Regions from separate parts of the Canis lupus genome. Here region 2 is linked to region 1. Evidence: chromatin contacts called from public Hi-C data. All regions are on one chromosome and are shown on one strand. The core of a region is the stretch at or near the end of the contact, and the rest is flanking DNA. Distances in the headings are between cores, read along the strand shown.

Region 1 (7,726 bases), core at 2,463-4,962:
ATCCTTTGATGGCCTCCTCCACAGTAGAAAAGTCGGCTTACATGGTCATTATGACTGCTCATCATCTCAGAAGGGGAGGGATCATTCATTCCTCTTACAGCACCTTACATCAGATCCTAACAAAATAATCTGCTTGGGCTGTGATACTGGACAAACCCTGTGGCCAAGAGAATAAGACACTTCTATTGACTAGGTATGACTGGGTCCGTGTTCTCCAGTGGAGTGGATTTCAGAATCACAGGGATTCATGAGGATGGTGCATGTGTGTGTGTGTGTGTGTGTGTGTGTGTGTGTGTGTGAGATGGTGGTTGTGGTGGTGATGGTGACATGGCAAAGTTTAAAAGAGATAGTGTCCAATTAAAAGCGCACTTTTTAAAAAAGATTTTATTTATTCATTTGAGAGAGAGAGAGAGAAAGCACGAGCAGAGGGAAGGGCAGAGGAAGAGGGAGAAGCAGACTCCCCACCAAGCTAGGAACCCAATAGGGCTCCATCCCGGGACCCTAAGATCATGACCTGGATCCCAAGATCTTGACCTGAGCTGAAGGCAGACACAACCATCTGAGCCACCCAGGTGCCCCCTAAAAGTGCTCACAGGTATTCCAGACACAAAAGCCAACAATCATCTTATAGCTTCCTCCACCCCTAAAACAAAAACTAAAACACTCTCTGCACCTAGGCAAAAGCTCAGTGTGGAGCACCTGTCAATTCCAATATTAGAACATCTGCATGGCAAATCAAGAACATCCAGTTTGACTTTGGCACACAGAGATTCCAAGCCTTGGCAATCCCTCAATGCAGGCAACAGAAGAAACTCCCAGCTTTGTGAAAATCACTCTCCCTTCCCTCTTCTGTGGAATGACAGTTCCCCACTGCAGCCATGCACCTGCCCCACTGAACGTAACAGATATGAGATATAGATTTTTACCAAATTCAGTCGTGTAGCAAGTGGTAGCACAGCGGGGATCCATGGCCGGCCGTTTAACGTTAAAGCCACCCTGCTAAAGCACCACTCACCCATCCATTCCCCCATTCACCAGTCCTGTGGAATGCCTGCTAAATGCTGGGGACTATTTGGAGGAGCCAAGATATAGCTGCGAACAATGCAAAGACAAATACATGTCCTCATGAAGCTTACATTCGAGTGAAAAAGAGAGAAAACCAGACCAATAAATAAAAAAATAAACTAGGTTAGATAGTGATCGGCATTAAGGAGAAAACTAGAGCAGGGAAGAGAGAGGAATGTGTGTGTGGGCAGGTTGATTTTGAAGAGGGTGGTTAGGCAAGGTCTCACTAAGAAGGTGGCACTGAATAAAGGTCTGAAGAGGTGAGGGTGCAAACCATGCAGATATCTGAAGGAAGAGCATGGTGGATCAAGGAGATAGCATAGAAGGCTCTGAGGAAGGAGCAAGGGTAGTAGGTCTTGGAAACAGCAAGGAGTCCGATGTGTCTTAAGTAGTGATCAAGGAACAGAGCAGCAGGGGATGAGATCGGGGAGGTAAATGCAACCAGACCTTGTAGGCCGTTGTGAGTGGCTACTCAGATATTGTCATTCCGTCTGGTGTGATGCAGCCATTTGGACTGGAGCAGAGGAGGGACATGCCATGACTTGGTTTAAACAGGCTCACTCTCTGTCAGGAAGAGTCCATTCAAGGGACAAGGGTGCCAGGAAGAGGCTGCAGCAGTAAGCCAGGCTGAGACTAGTAAACCAGGCTTGGACTGGTGTGTGGTGGAAATGTGGCAAGGGCTTCAATTCTGGGCTTATTGTGAAATCAGAGTCAAAGAATTGGCCAACACATGGGATGTGGGATGTGTGAAAAGGAGCAGTCAAGATGACTTTTGGGCTGTTAGCCAGAGCAACTGGAGACCAGATATGACATTTTTCAGAGATGGGGGGAGAATGAAGGAGGAATTGCTTTTGGTTTTTTCTTAAAAGGGGTTGTTTTAAGAAATTATCGGGTCTCAGTTTGGGACACGTTAAACCAGGGATGTCTATTAGACATGTGAAAGGCAATGCTGAGTGGCAGTTCTGGGAGTCCAGGAGAGAGACCCAACAGTACTGGGGTCATAAATTCTACAACTGCACTCTATTCCCTGAGAGTAGCCGAAGACCCTGATCCACATGCAATTTTGGAAAGTGATAACTATATCAAAAATACTGGAAATGTATCAAGGAAAATCAAATTTTAAAATTCACCCATATCCCGCCACCCTAGAAACAGCGGCTTTCATTTCTCCACATTTTCTTCTGTTTTGCCCGGAGCCATACATAATGTTATAATGTTGTAGTCATAACATAGTTACAATTTCATATTCTCTTTTTTTTTCACTTAACATGGCCCTATAAATATTTTCCTAAGATGCTCCCATATGTGTTTCCTGGGGATTAAAAAGACGAACAAAATGCTGGGCGTCCCTGGGAAACATTTCAGAAACAAAAGTCAAAATCTTACTTTGCTACGAAGTTTGGTGCCCCTATAGCTGGCATTATGCTTATTGTAATTTTTAAAAAAGATTTTATATATTCATTCATGATAGACATAGAGAGAGAGAGGCAGAGACACAGGCAGAGGGAGAAGCAGGCCCCATGCCGGGAGCCCGACGCAGGACTCGATCTCGGAACCCCAGGATAACGCCCCCAGCCAAAGGCAGGCGCTGAACTGCCAAGCCACCCAGGGATCCCCTCTTGTCGTAATTTTTTAAAAATATTTATTTATTTATTTTTTTATGATAGTCACAGAGAGAGAGGCAGAGACACAGGCAGAGGGAGAAGCAGGCTCCATGCACCGGGAGCCCGATGTGGGATTCGATCCTGGGTCTCCAGGATCGCGCCCCGGGCCAAAGGCAGGCGCCAAACCGCTGTGCCACCCAGGGATCCCCGTAATTTTTAATGGATACTGTCTGTGGAATGACTCTGAGCTCCAACCTGAATGACAAGAGCTGGCCACACACCCAATCCGGGAAGGGCATTCCAGGAGGAGGGAAAAGTGTGTGCAAAACAGGGAATAGCACATGTTAGGAGGCAACAGGAAATCACATGAAGGAAGGTTGCTGGAAGATTCAGCTGACAAATAGAAATTTATTTTCTCTTCGTAAAATGCTTAAAATCTTTTAAACTACAGAACCCTTTGTTTGGGATTCTCTACCAAGGAATAAGAAGCCATATGGAATAATTTAGAACATAGTGAACCCTAGTAGATGACTAGTGGTTCTTAAAGGTTCTGGGCCTCAGACTATACACACAAACTCTCCATGGAATCTGATTTATTCATTCATCTCAGTCCCTGAGCCAGGACTGGGTCCAGTCCCTTTCTTTTATTAAAAAAAAAAAAAAAAAAAGGCCGAGTGTCCAAAGACAGTAAATGACTTGGGCAAAATCATTTAGCTGCTTTACGGAGTTTCAACTAGGGCTGAATCAGCCCCGCCCTCCACCTGGAAGACTCTAAAAAAACAAAACTGGATTCCATGCATAGGACTCTGACGTCGCCAAAGCCCTTTGTTAGCTGGAAGATGCCCCCCTCACTTCCTGGCTCGCTTGCCTGTCGTCTGCATAGTTATTTACTCAAAAGCAGGAAAATTGTTGAGAAAACCATTGCTCCCGGACTCCTGGCCCAGAAGGCAGGAAGCTGGCCTCCGTTTCCTCTCGGGGCCGGCAGGGGGCGCACCAGGCAAGGCTCGCGAGACGCGCCTCCCCCTTCCTCGCCCAACTTCCCCTTAGCCCCTGCTTCAACAGAAAGTGGCCATTGACCTTTCAAGCTTTTGAGCAGTGATGCAATAGAATAGTATTTCAAAGAAAAATGGTTATCGAAATTTGGGATCCGGTTTTCCCGTGAGTGTTAATGGTTTAAAAAAAAATAGGTCACATTTAAAGTAGGTCACATTTTGGAGGCGGACGTGCAGGCCAGGTGCTGAGTTCCAACGGAGACCAGGTGGCCTCCGACCCGGTGGGAGGAGGTGAGGGTCTCCGCGCAGGGAAGTGACGGGATCTGAACGAATTCCCGGTGCCTGGGCGCCAGGCCTGCGGGGAACCGCCGGGACTACAGCTCTCGGGGCTGCGGCGCCGGGCCGCCCGGCACCGCGGGGGCGCGCAGGTGAGGGCGCCGGGCCCCGCCGCGGGCGCAGGTGAGCCGGGCTGCGGGCGGGAAGGAGCGGAGGAGCCGGCGGAGGAGCGGCGGCGGCGGGGAGGAGGAGCCCGGCGGGGCCGCGGGAGACCGGGAGCCGGAGCGCCTGGGGGAGGAGCCGCTCTCCGGCAGCGCCGCTTAAGGAGGCGCCGCGCTCCGCCCGCCGCCTTCGAGGACCCGGGCGCCCGCACCGCCGCCCGCCCGCTCCCTCCGGCGCGCGGGGCCTGCAAGGGGGCCGCTGTCGCTCCACTAACGTGCCGGAGAGCGAGGGGGGCCGCCGCCGAGGGCGCCCGGTCTCCCCCCACGCGGCTCACAGCACGTGCAGGGGAGAGGAGGGCGCTCGGAGACACGGCGCCCCGCGGAGCCCTCGCGCGGAGCGGCCGGAGGCGGGCGGGGTCCCCGGCGGCCCCGCACCGGGCGCCCCCGCACCGGGCGCCCTGAGCCCGCCTCCCCTGAAGCCTGCGCATTCGCGCCGGAGCCTCTTTAAAGCAGAAGCGGGGGCCGCGGTCACGTGAGGCGGATTCCTGGAAAGTTCCTGGAAAGCGGCCTCCGCAGCAGCCGGGCGGGGCGCGGGGGGGGGGGGGGGCGCGGACCGGGAGGGAGGCGGGGAGCGAGGGAGGCGCGCGGGGCCGGGAAGTCGCGCGCACACCCCGCTCCGGGGACAGACGTTTAACTCTTGCCATGTCTCGCCGCCCGACCGCGGCTCGCGGGCCTTGGGCTTCCCCTGAAGCATGAGCCTCCCCGCCCGCCGCTCCCGGCGCTGCGCGGGCCGCGGACAGGGCGCCCCGGGGCCCCGCGCGCACAGCCTCAGGACCCCCCGCGCCGGCAGCCGGGGCGCCGGAGGAGCTCGGCCGGGGGCTGGCGGCAGGTACGGGTCCGGGGAGCGCGAGGGCTCCTCCCCGAGGGGGGTCGCCGGGGAGGGCAGCGGGGCGCGGCCGCGAGCGCGGGCGGCCTGGGCTGCGCCGCTCCCGAGCGCCGGAGAGTCCGAGGCGCGGCTCTGCCCGCGGCCGCCCCTGCCGCCGGCTCGCGGGGCTCCTTCTAGGCGACGGGAAGTCTCCGGAGTTTCCTCCCCCGCCCCAAACTGCCATCCCAATTAATAATCCTCCTAATAACCTGATCCGCCGCTCCTCCCCACCCGCCTGCCTCCCTCCCGCCCTAGCTCCTGCCTCCTCCTTTCTTCTTCCCACCTCCTTGGCCGCGGCCGCAGGGGAAGCCGGCGGCCGCCCCGGGTGGGGACTTCGGAGCCCGGGGCTTCCAGGCGAGGGTCCCACCCCCGCGCCTTGGTTTGCGCTCCGCGCCGAGAGCTCGGGCCGCCGCACAGCGCATCCCCCGGCATCGGGTTCCCAAGTTAAAAGTCCGCGGGGGAACCTCGGGCGGACACCCTTCCTCTCCCGGGCCCCTCCCGGCGCCCCCGCCCATGTCCGCCGGGGAGGCCGCCTGCTGTGGAGGCGGCGGCCGAGGCCGAGGCCGAGGTAAGGGCCCGGCGTGGGGCGGCCGCGGCCGGGGATGCGGCTCCGAGCCCCCGCGAGGGCTGCGCGCCGGGGCCGATTCCTCGACAGCGCCCGCGGCGGCGGCGGCCGCGCACTGGGCCCGGGAGCGGCGCCCCCGCCTCTGCCGGACCGGGGCGCTGGGGGGCGGGGGGCGAGGGGCGAGGCGGCCTCCGCGCGGCGTGCGTCCGCTCCGGCCCCGGGCGCCCCGGGCTGGCGGCTCAGGGTGCTGGGTCCCGGGTCCCGGAGCCCCGGGCGGCGCGGATTGAGAGCTAGGGAGTGCCGCCCGGGGGATCGCTCCGGTCCTCCACGGGTTTTCCTTTTGTCCTTCCCCAGGCCCGTTCAGCCGCCCTGCCCGCAGGTGCCCAGGCTCGGTGGCCCGCGCGCTCCGCTGGTAGCCCCGGGCGGGAAGACACCCTGTTCCCACCCTCCTCCCGTCCCTCCCCACCCCTCCCCTCCCCTCCCCCTCCCCCTCGGCAGCTCCTGGGTCTTGGGTCCCTGCTCTGCTCTTTATCCTTTCTCCACCGCTGCGCCGGGCGGGTCCCTGGATGCTGGGGGTTAAATGGTGCAGGAGCAAAGACGCGGAGGAGTCCCCGGGATTTTCCACGTCTCTGCCTCCCCACCCACACCCCAGCCGCGGGGTCCGGTCTGGACTGACCAAACCCCATACTTTCTTTTTTGCAGGCAAACTGTGGGTGACCGCGCTTGCGGGGGACTTGGCCATCCGTGCACTGGGACCTGGGGAGGAAGAACCAGAAGCACCCCAACCTCCCCGCCTCCAGCATTTCGGATCCCCCGCAGGGACTCGTTTCGGGGACCCCTCTGACTCCCAGGCAGGACGTGTGTCCCCCCCGACCCCGGCGCGGGCGGCCACCTGTCTTTGCCGCGGTGACCCCGCTCCCATGACCCTGCGGTGCCTCGAGCCCTCCGGGAATGGCGCGGAAGGGACGCCGAGCCAGTGGGGGCCCGCGGGGCCCGCGGAGGAGCCGACCCCCGAGGCGGCGCGTTTGGCGAAGGCCCTGCGGGAGCTCAGCCACACAGGTAGGAGCCGGCCCCTCGGCGCGGGCGGGAGCGGCGGCCCCTCGCCTCCCGTGGCCGCCTCGGGGCGGGGCGCGGGGGCGGCGGGAGGATGCCCGCTCGGCCCGGGTCGCGGTCCCCGGCGACGCGAGAGGACCGCGGCCCTCGAGGGACTCGGAGGCCCAGGGGCGAGCAGGGCGCGAGAAGCGCTTCTTGGAAGCGGCCTCGCGGGGCGCTGGGACCGCCCGGGGGTCGGCACGCGGCCTCGAACCCGGGGGAAGTGCCAGGCGCCTCCCTTCCCGCGGGGACCAGGGCGCGAGTGGCCGCATCCGGCTCCCGAGCGGAGCAGCCGCGGCAGCCCGGGGTCCTGGCGGCCAAGTGGCCGGGACCGACCGACTGCGGCGCCGCGGAGCGGGGGGGGCCCGGGGCAGCCCGGCGCTGCGCGGGGCCCGCTGTCGCCTCCCGGCGTCTGAACCAAGGAAGGATCGGGCTGGGGTGGGGGGAATAATCCGGCGGACCACCGAAGCTTTCAAAATCTGGATCCTAAAAGCTTACGTTTGGGGCAAAGTTGAAGTTTTGGTAGCTCTAGGGAGAGGGAAAAGTCCCTCGCAGTTCCGGTCTTTGCCGCCCCACAGGCTTTCGCTCAGCGCCGAGGGCCGCGGATGGCAGGTATCGGAGCAATGGGGTGGGGGGTGGGGGTGGGGGGTGAGGGTGAGCGTGAGGGTGAGCGTGAGGGTGAGGGTGAGCGTGAGGGTGAGGGTGAGCACACTGCTCAGACTCCCTGTGCAGAAGCTCTCGGAGGAGTCCCTGTTGAAGACCGGCCGGAGCCGGGCTGGCGCGGGCCGATGCAGCCGGGACGCTGGGGGACCGCCGGGGGTGATCGGATTTGGACTAGGGCAAAGTCCAAGAGTGGCCGATTGTAAACTTGAAGCACTAGTTATCAGTTGGGGCTTCCCTCATTTCTCAATGACTGTTGATAAGGTAGTTGTAATCAAAGCAACAAACAGGAGCTGTTGTACCGGAACTGCACTTGGAAAAGGCGTAAACAGCAGTGCTCTCCAAGGGCTTTGAACAGATCTGGGCAGGAGGAGGGTGGACACCAA
Region 2 (7,726 bases), core at 2,422-4,921, 150 kb after region 1:
TTTTTTACTCTGCCTATTTCCAACAGTTTTTTTTTTTAATAATTTTATTTTTTTTTAAATTGAGTAGTAATGATAGGCACGCAGTGTGAGAGAGGGAGGCAGAGACACAGGCAGAGGGAGAAGCAGGCTCCATGCACCAGGAGCCCAACATGGGATTCGATCCCGGGTCTCCAGGATCGCGCCCTGGGCCAAAGGCAGGCGCCAAACCGCTGCGCCACCCAGGGATCCCTATTTCCAACAGTTTTGATGTTGGTACCCACTTATCTTAATAGAACATAAATGTTGAAAGTATATAACATATCATTTAAAATCAAATACAATGTATCACTTAGGTTTTATTAAAGTACTCTGTTTTTAGGGTATGTGGTGGGCTAAATTGGCCTAACCTACTGAGATTTTAGATTATCTAACTTTTATTGGCATTATAAGATTTCTTTAAAAAATAAGAGCTGGGGGCAGCCTGGGTGGCTCAGCGGTTTAGCGCCATCTTCAGCCCGGGATGTGATCCTGGAGACCCAGGATCCAGCCCTGCATCGGGCTCCCTGCATGGAGCCCCTGCTTCTCCCTCTGCCTCTCTCTCTCTCTCTCTGTGTTTCTCATGAATAAATAAATAAAATCTTAAATATAAATAAATAAATAAATAAGAACTGTTAAGATTAAATATCAATATCATATAAATCTTCCTAGGAAAAGAGAATGAAAAGCTGTCTTTTGAGAATCAAAATCAAGGCTGTCTCCTACTGTTGGTAATTTCTATTATCTTGATTCTCAGAGCTGTGACAATGTCCATGAATTTCAAGAATTCAGAAAGATAAATAAAAATAAAACTTGGAGTTTTGACATGGGGAAAGGGAAAGATCCTGAAACTTCTCATCTGTTTTTAAATTAGTCATTCTCATCTTAAAAATAGAAAAAATTGGAAATTTATTTTTTATATCTTAAGAAAAAAATGCAGTTGTACTTTTGAATTAAATGCAAAGACCCGTATTTTATAGATGAACATTAATAATCATTGTGGAGGCTACTAATTGCAACTCTGTTTTTTTTTTTTTTTTTTTTTTTTTTTTTTTTTTTCTGTTTTTGATTTGTTGTAAATATGCCTTTAATTTTCTTTCTCATTACTAGTCACCTTCTTTAATTACAAGAGGGCTTTCATTAAAACACTTGAATCATTTATTTTGAAGCATCTGACTTTAGAAAACGTTTACTGATTGTTATAGCATAAAATAGGAACATTTTAATTTAAGGGTACAAATCATAAACTAAAACTATACTTGGAAGTTTGGCCAAAGATACAAAAATATATAGAAGGAAAAGTATATTTAATTAATACTGTGCACATTTTTACAACAGAGCATATGACATTTGGATTTAGAGTTTTAACTATAATAACCTCATCTGTTTAGTAATGATTTTTAAAATAGGGGGAAAAAAATCTACCAAAGCCAACCAAAGCTTTTAAACTTGGTTGAGCTGAAATTAGATAGCAAAACAGGATAATTAGGATAGCTTTTTTAAAATCAACATCTATATATTTCTTCTTTTAACATTTCACTTAAATGTAAAGAAACCCCAGAAATGAAAGACCCATTAGCTGTGCGAAAGGAATTCTGAGGGTTATGAGCTATCTATATAGTTTTCTATGGCATGAAGATTGTTCTGCTTTTTCAAAAAATAATTTTGGAGGGGGGTAGTTAAAATTTGCTAATCTTCTTCCATAATGCATTTAACAAAGGTTTTAGTGTAATAACAACACTTTTTTAAAAGGAGCTAAGTCAATCCATGTTTGTTTGCAGTCATTTTTGTTTTAGTGTTGCTGTGATTGATACATAAAAATTAGATAGATTGGAATATATTTCTGTGAAAGCGATAGTCTTAACAACAGTACCTACCTAGAAAATGTGGGAGTCACACCGGATCAGTTATAATCAGTTTGAAATTCCTGGTCTTCTTTTTTAAAGCCAGTGTTGGCTAATAGCATTGTGTAGCAAGTTATTTATTCTTGTCATGGCCTGTTTAGTTATTTTTGCATACCTATAGCTATTTCCTAATAGTTAGAAATAAATCTATTTGTGTTATTAAAAAAAAAGTATGTACGGATGATAATTTTGTTGTGTGAAATACTTAATACCTGTTAAAAGCTGTCTGAGTTGACTTTCGGTTTTAAAACTTCTCTGTAGTTTGGTGACTCCTGCAAAGATTCTGGATTTCTCCGTGACCTGCCAGCTAAATAATTTTTGCAGTATTTTCCTTTTCTTTTTTTATAAACATTTAAAAATTTTACTTGCTTTTCCGTAAGTCCAACTACTAAGTTAGAAAGCACTGAAGTTACTATAAAATTGCCCTTTATTTTTTTCATACATCAGGGAGGAATGATATATTTTGTATATCCCCTGTGAGCTGTTAAAACAGAAATACTTGGGGCTGCTGTTCTCATGGAGTGGTATACTTGCCTTGCTACAGATGAAATGATTTTGTCTGACTGCCTTGCTTTCAAATAAATGAGTTTTGATGCTTCCACGCTTAGGGAAAGATGTTTAATTTTCTATTTGTTGAGAGTACCTTGTAATGTGGTTCTCCCCCATCTCATGCTTCCAAGTTTGGGATAAGCATAGAAACCTTTTAGGACTACACAAGTAACTGTTTTTATTAGAAAGCAAGACCCATGTAAAATAGTGGCCAAGGATTATGAGTCCTCCCTTAAAGGTTATCAAGAAAAAAAGTTAAAATGTCAAAGATGATGCTGTGACAATAAAAACTTTATTTCTTCTGTAAACCCTGGTATCTCACAGGAGGCCTAAGATCTTATTCTCAGCTATCAAAAATGTTTAAATATGAAAGTAAAGGTGATGTGGAGGTCGGAAGTGGGCCCACCGTTCTTAAGGTATGTGGTTATTAATCTTGGTTTGAATTGACAAATTCTATAGGATGAGATTAATTTGCAGATTAGGTTGATGGAGTTTAGTGCTTGGGGTTTCAAATGAAGGAGGCTGATGAAACGTTACTCATAAAACTTTCTGCTTCTGTTTTTGACTCTGAAAATGCTATTAGATACTTCTACTCTTTCTTGTGCCTCTAGCTGTGGTTGAAGTAAACAAGCTTAGAAATCAAACATATTACTTCTTTGTAAAATAAGGGGCTGAACTGTGCCCTTTCTAGGCAGTTTCCAGAGACACGAGTCTCCGATTCTGAACTCTTATTACTCAGTTCTGTGCTCCACTTTTTTACTCTGAAAGCCCTGATTTTTGTTATCTGATTTGCAAGTCAATGTTATGGAAAGTTCTCTATTGTAATGCAAAAAAATCGCAGCTTCAGGTCCTAGCTGATATCAATGACCCCCTTGGAAAGAAAAATCGTTTAAAAAGATGGCAAACTTTGCTTTCATGTTAACCCAAACCAAGTTCTCAAGCAGTGTCTGGCTCTGCCGGGTAATCCAATCTATTTTAACACAAAGATTTTCCAAGAAGGCAGGAAACAGTCCAGGGGAAGGCTTTCAGGCATCTGCTGTTTTGTTTCCAGATCCCTTGTGTTAATTTAATGTTTCTAGGGAACCGGGCTCTTTCTTTTTTCTCAGAACGCCTTCTCTAGGAACTGGTGAGCGCGGTGGCGCTGCGCAAACAGCAGATAAGCCGAGAGCTTGGCTCAGGGCTCCCGGCAGTCCAGTGCAGCCTCGTTTGGGAGGCAGCTAGTCACCCCGCAGGCCCAAGGGCGCCCTGGGTGTGATCGGGGGTGACTGGGCAGTTCTCCCCGTTCTCGGCATATTACGCTGAGGCAGCGCCTGGGGTAACAGAGGTATACTTGAAAGACATGTTTATTTGCATTTGTCCCTTTTGGCCTTGGTGAAAGGTAAATATGGAATGATTGGCTCGCCCCCATTCTGCCAAAACCAGGGCAACTCAGCCAATCTCAAGGAAACAAACCAAACTTAACACGAACCTGAGTGAAATGTGAACCTTGCATAAACCCTTGCATCTGTGATGAAGGAGAATACAGGGAAAATTGGCATTCCTTCCAATAGCCGGCTGCCCATCTTCAGTAAATTAGCAATCACAGGTTGCCAGGGAACTTCTTGCTGTTGTGTGATGAGCAGGTCCTGCAGATTTCGTTTTGAAGGGGCAGCCTGTGCTAGTAAAGTCAGGTGTTCGGGCACTCAGGAACATTAACACGTTGTGTTCTGGGTCGCTTCTCATCAGGGAAGCTTCGCCGCGTCTCCCATTCTCACCTTCCACCCTCGGAACCAGAGGGATGCAGCCAGACTTCACTTTTGAAAAAGAATTCCACAGAATCAAAAATAAAAGGCTGTCATTTAAAATAGTTTCGTTTTTGTATACTTGTGTATGTTGCTCCGATTTAGAAACTTAGAATGCCAATAATTTATGTTGCTGGGAGAATGGCCCTGTCCACCTCAGTGGTAAAGTTTAATGTGTTCATGTGCCTGTTCTGTACAAGACTAGCACCTTAACCAGTACCCTTATAATGCCATATTCTTGTAGCAGCCCATAGAACTATGTTACTAAGTGGATGGAATCACAGAATTTTGCATTTGGAGCATAGAGGTCATTCAGGCCAATAATTTTTCTATGGAATTGTACTAATCTTATAACATTTCTGACTGCTTTTTGAGGCAGTCCATTCGTGGCTACAGAGCTCTGATAATTAGAATATTATTCCTTATATTAAATTGAATCCCCTGTATAATTAAAATAAGTCAGGATATGTCTCTAAAATCAACTGATTAGTAACCTTAATTACACAGCAAAGTCCCTTCACAACAGTACCTCATCTAGTGCTTGATTGAATCATTAGGGAATGGAAATCTTGGGAGACATCTTTAGAATTCTGTTTAGCACACCCTTCTAGGTACAGCATACCTGTGATGGTAATAGTCATAATACATCATTTTAATCATTTTAAAGAAATTTTAAGCATCTTAAGTCTCAGAATTTTGCAAGGTAAAATTAAAATTTAAAAAGGCCAGTAATATGAAATAGTGCTTAAGAATTTTTAGAGGTTTAATGCAACATTCCCCTGTCAGTTTTTTTGTTTTGTTTTGTTTTGTTTTTTAAACTCAGATTTTTGTGTTGCAATCCAAAAAGAATTCTTGGATCTGTGTTGTCAGAATCCAATTTTGGATAAGGAACCAGGTTCCCTGACCTGGCTGCCACTTACTCATGCCTAAGATGTGCTGGACTATGTGCTATGACTTCTGTTCGTAGGGCGCATATGGCCTCCTAAAAAAGGAGTTTACCTTTTTTACTTCTTATAGAACTTCATGGTTCTTACAACTTGGGCTGGGGGAGGGCAGGCCTACATTATGTACCCTAATTTACTATTTATGAATGCTTATTACCATTTGTTAGTTAAATTCTAATTTTCCCCTCTAGAAAAAATTTAACTAGACAACTCTTCAGAAGTATGGATGATACAGGGAAAAATTCAAATGCTTTGGAATGAGTGAAAAGAAAATAAAAGGTTAATCACCAGAGGCAGCCCTAGAACAGAAAGTGTCCAGCTCTTAGGGGTTTTATGAATACTCTTTGGGACATCCCCATCTTTTAGTAGCTCCATTGTCTTCCAGTAATTCCAGCAAGTAGGGGGCCTGGTGCAAGGAGAGGGTATTTCATAATCTCAGGCTCAGATGTGGTGCTGTGGGAAGGAACTGTGGTCTGGGAATACAGAATAGTGAGAGAGTATGAATGCTGAGACTTGAAACTCTTGCCTCCCCAGTTTTTGGGGTAAAATGATGGTCAAGTCTTAACCACATATCTTGGGTGACTATATATATTTTTGAAACATGCAACATTGCTTAGATGCTCTTTTTTGCTTTCCCTAATTTATGGTTATTTGCATATAATGAATGATGGCCATGGCATTTTGATAGAGAAGGTTTTTTTTTTTTAAAGATTTATTTATTTATTCATGAGGGACACAGACTGAGAGAGATAGAGAGAGAGACAAAGACATAGGCAGAGGGAGAAACAGGCTCCCTGCAGGGAGCCTGATGCAGGACTAGATCCTGGATCCCGGGATCATTGCCTGAGCCAAAGGCAGGTGCCCAACCGCTGAGCCACCCAGGCATCCTGGTAGAGAAGGTTTTAATTATGGCTCAGTATTCATGCAATTAATTAAGTAGAATGATTTAGAATTCTGTTATTACTGAAGTCTTTATAGCTGGGAGTAAATGGATCCATGCCAGTACGTTATTAAGTATACAATTACTTACTTCCTTATTTACCCAAACTCCACCTTATTAAGAGAAGATTTTGAGGAAATTTACACATACAAACACACCCACTACCTCCACTAATACCACTACCACCATACTACATTAAATAAAGATATGAAGAAATTGAGCTAAAGGAAAATAGGAGAAAAATAACAAGGCCAGTATGGGTAGGGTTAATACAAAGAACATACAGTATAAAATTCTATACAGGTGCTGGAACTAGGCTATAAATTTTGCTCTGGTTTTTCTACCAAACAAAATGGGAGAAAAATAATCAGATGATTTTCACATTCATAAGATGATTATAAGAAGATTGGAATTTTGCTTTGAACATATTTTGAGTTGAAAAGGGCATTTATTGCTTTCCTTCTGCTAGAAAGGTAAACTTTGACTGTCAATAAAAGTCATAAAAACATAATTTTGGCAGAAATATAAATGAACAGAATGATAGAATGGACACAACAGGTTTCTCGTATTACCTCTTTTTTCTTTGGTCTATGTTCTAATATTCCAACACTCTCCTCAGTGGATAGAGAGGTTCAAGAAGATTGGCCATATTTTTTGGAAGCTGAAGACTTCTTGAAGATTGTGTGGGAATGGAAAGCAGAATCTGATTTTTTTTTTTTTTTTTTTGCAGGATGGAAACCTTTTATCCTGACAAATTTTTCTTTATTGTATACTTCTATATAGTTTCCAACCCATTAATTAGTAGTTTCCCAAAAATTCATTTTCAAATTGCTTGTTTGAAATTAATATATTTTCCTTAAGAAATGATGTTGTCTGTGACCTAATTTCAGACTTACGATGAACCCAAAATTCAAAGAGGTTAAATCTGAGTAAATATAGGTCTACAGTTCTGTATTCAAAACCTTTGAGGCTGGATTTTGCGGACTCTGGATTTTTTTTTTAAAGGATAATATTGTGCATATACCAGTTATTACATAGCACTATAGTGTGGCCTGGAGTAGGATCTTATAATCAAACACATTAATACTTTTGCACTGTAACTGATGAATATTCACACTTAGTGGGATAAATAAGAACTATAAATAACCTCGTGTCATTTCAGGTCAGGATTTGTCGCCAAATGAATTCAGGCCAAATGAGTTCAGGTCAGGTCAGGTTTTGCTGCCAAATGAGTTATGAAAAAACTTAAGGTTTTCAGAGTGTTTTGGATTTCAGATTAGTGGATCTCTATTATCCTTCTTCTTTTTAATAAAAAGGCCATTGGTATTATAAACCCTAAACACAAGGTAATGTAATTTTATGGAAAAATGTGTTGAATTCCAATTAAGGAAGCCAGTAAGCCATTACTCTGTTGTGGCCTTGCAGCAAGAAGTGAAGTGTTGCCATCATGCTGGAGTTAGAGCAGAAATGCTCTCTCACGTATCACAGGGGAAGCTCATGTAAGGCAGGTGAAGGTGCAAGGCCAAGGGTGATGTGGGGGGTGGCACTGGTAAGAAGCATCAGGGGACAGTGGGGAGAGCAGAGGTGGGGGAT

The links. A called contact is a pair of places that touch in the nucleus more often than the background predicts.
Region 2: a contact with region 1 is called in a Hi-C map of liver, with 2.3 times the contacts expected there. The contact joins the enhancer-like site here to the promoter of SOCS2 in region 1. A contact is called at or near these places in 2 of 9 Hi-C or Micro-C datasets (amygdala and liver).

What each region holds. Positions count from the first base shown.
Region 1 is chr15:34,079,737-34,087,462 of UU_Cfam_GSD_1.0, forward strand. It overlaps SOCS2 (suppressor of cytokine signaling 2), which reads left to right and starts at 3,713. Exons shown (of 3, transcript XM_038558645.1): 1 at 3,713-3,827; 2 at 6,291-6,647. The coding sequence starts at 6,509.
Region 2 is chr15:34,224,995-34,232,720 of UU_Cfam_GSD_1.0, forward strand. All of the region lies in intron 3 of CRADD (death domain-containing protein CRADD), which reads left to right. Among named protein-coding and RNA genes, the nearest start is that of CRADD, 55 kb to the left of the region's middle. Within about 2 kb of position 3,672, at least 9 of the 20 cell types and tissues checked have an H3K27ac peak or open chromatin away from gene starts, as enhancers often do. A contact at or near this core is called in liver, where this site is marked.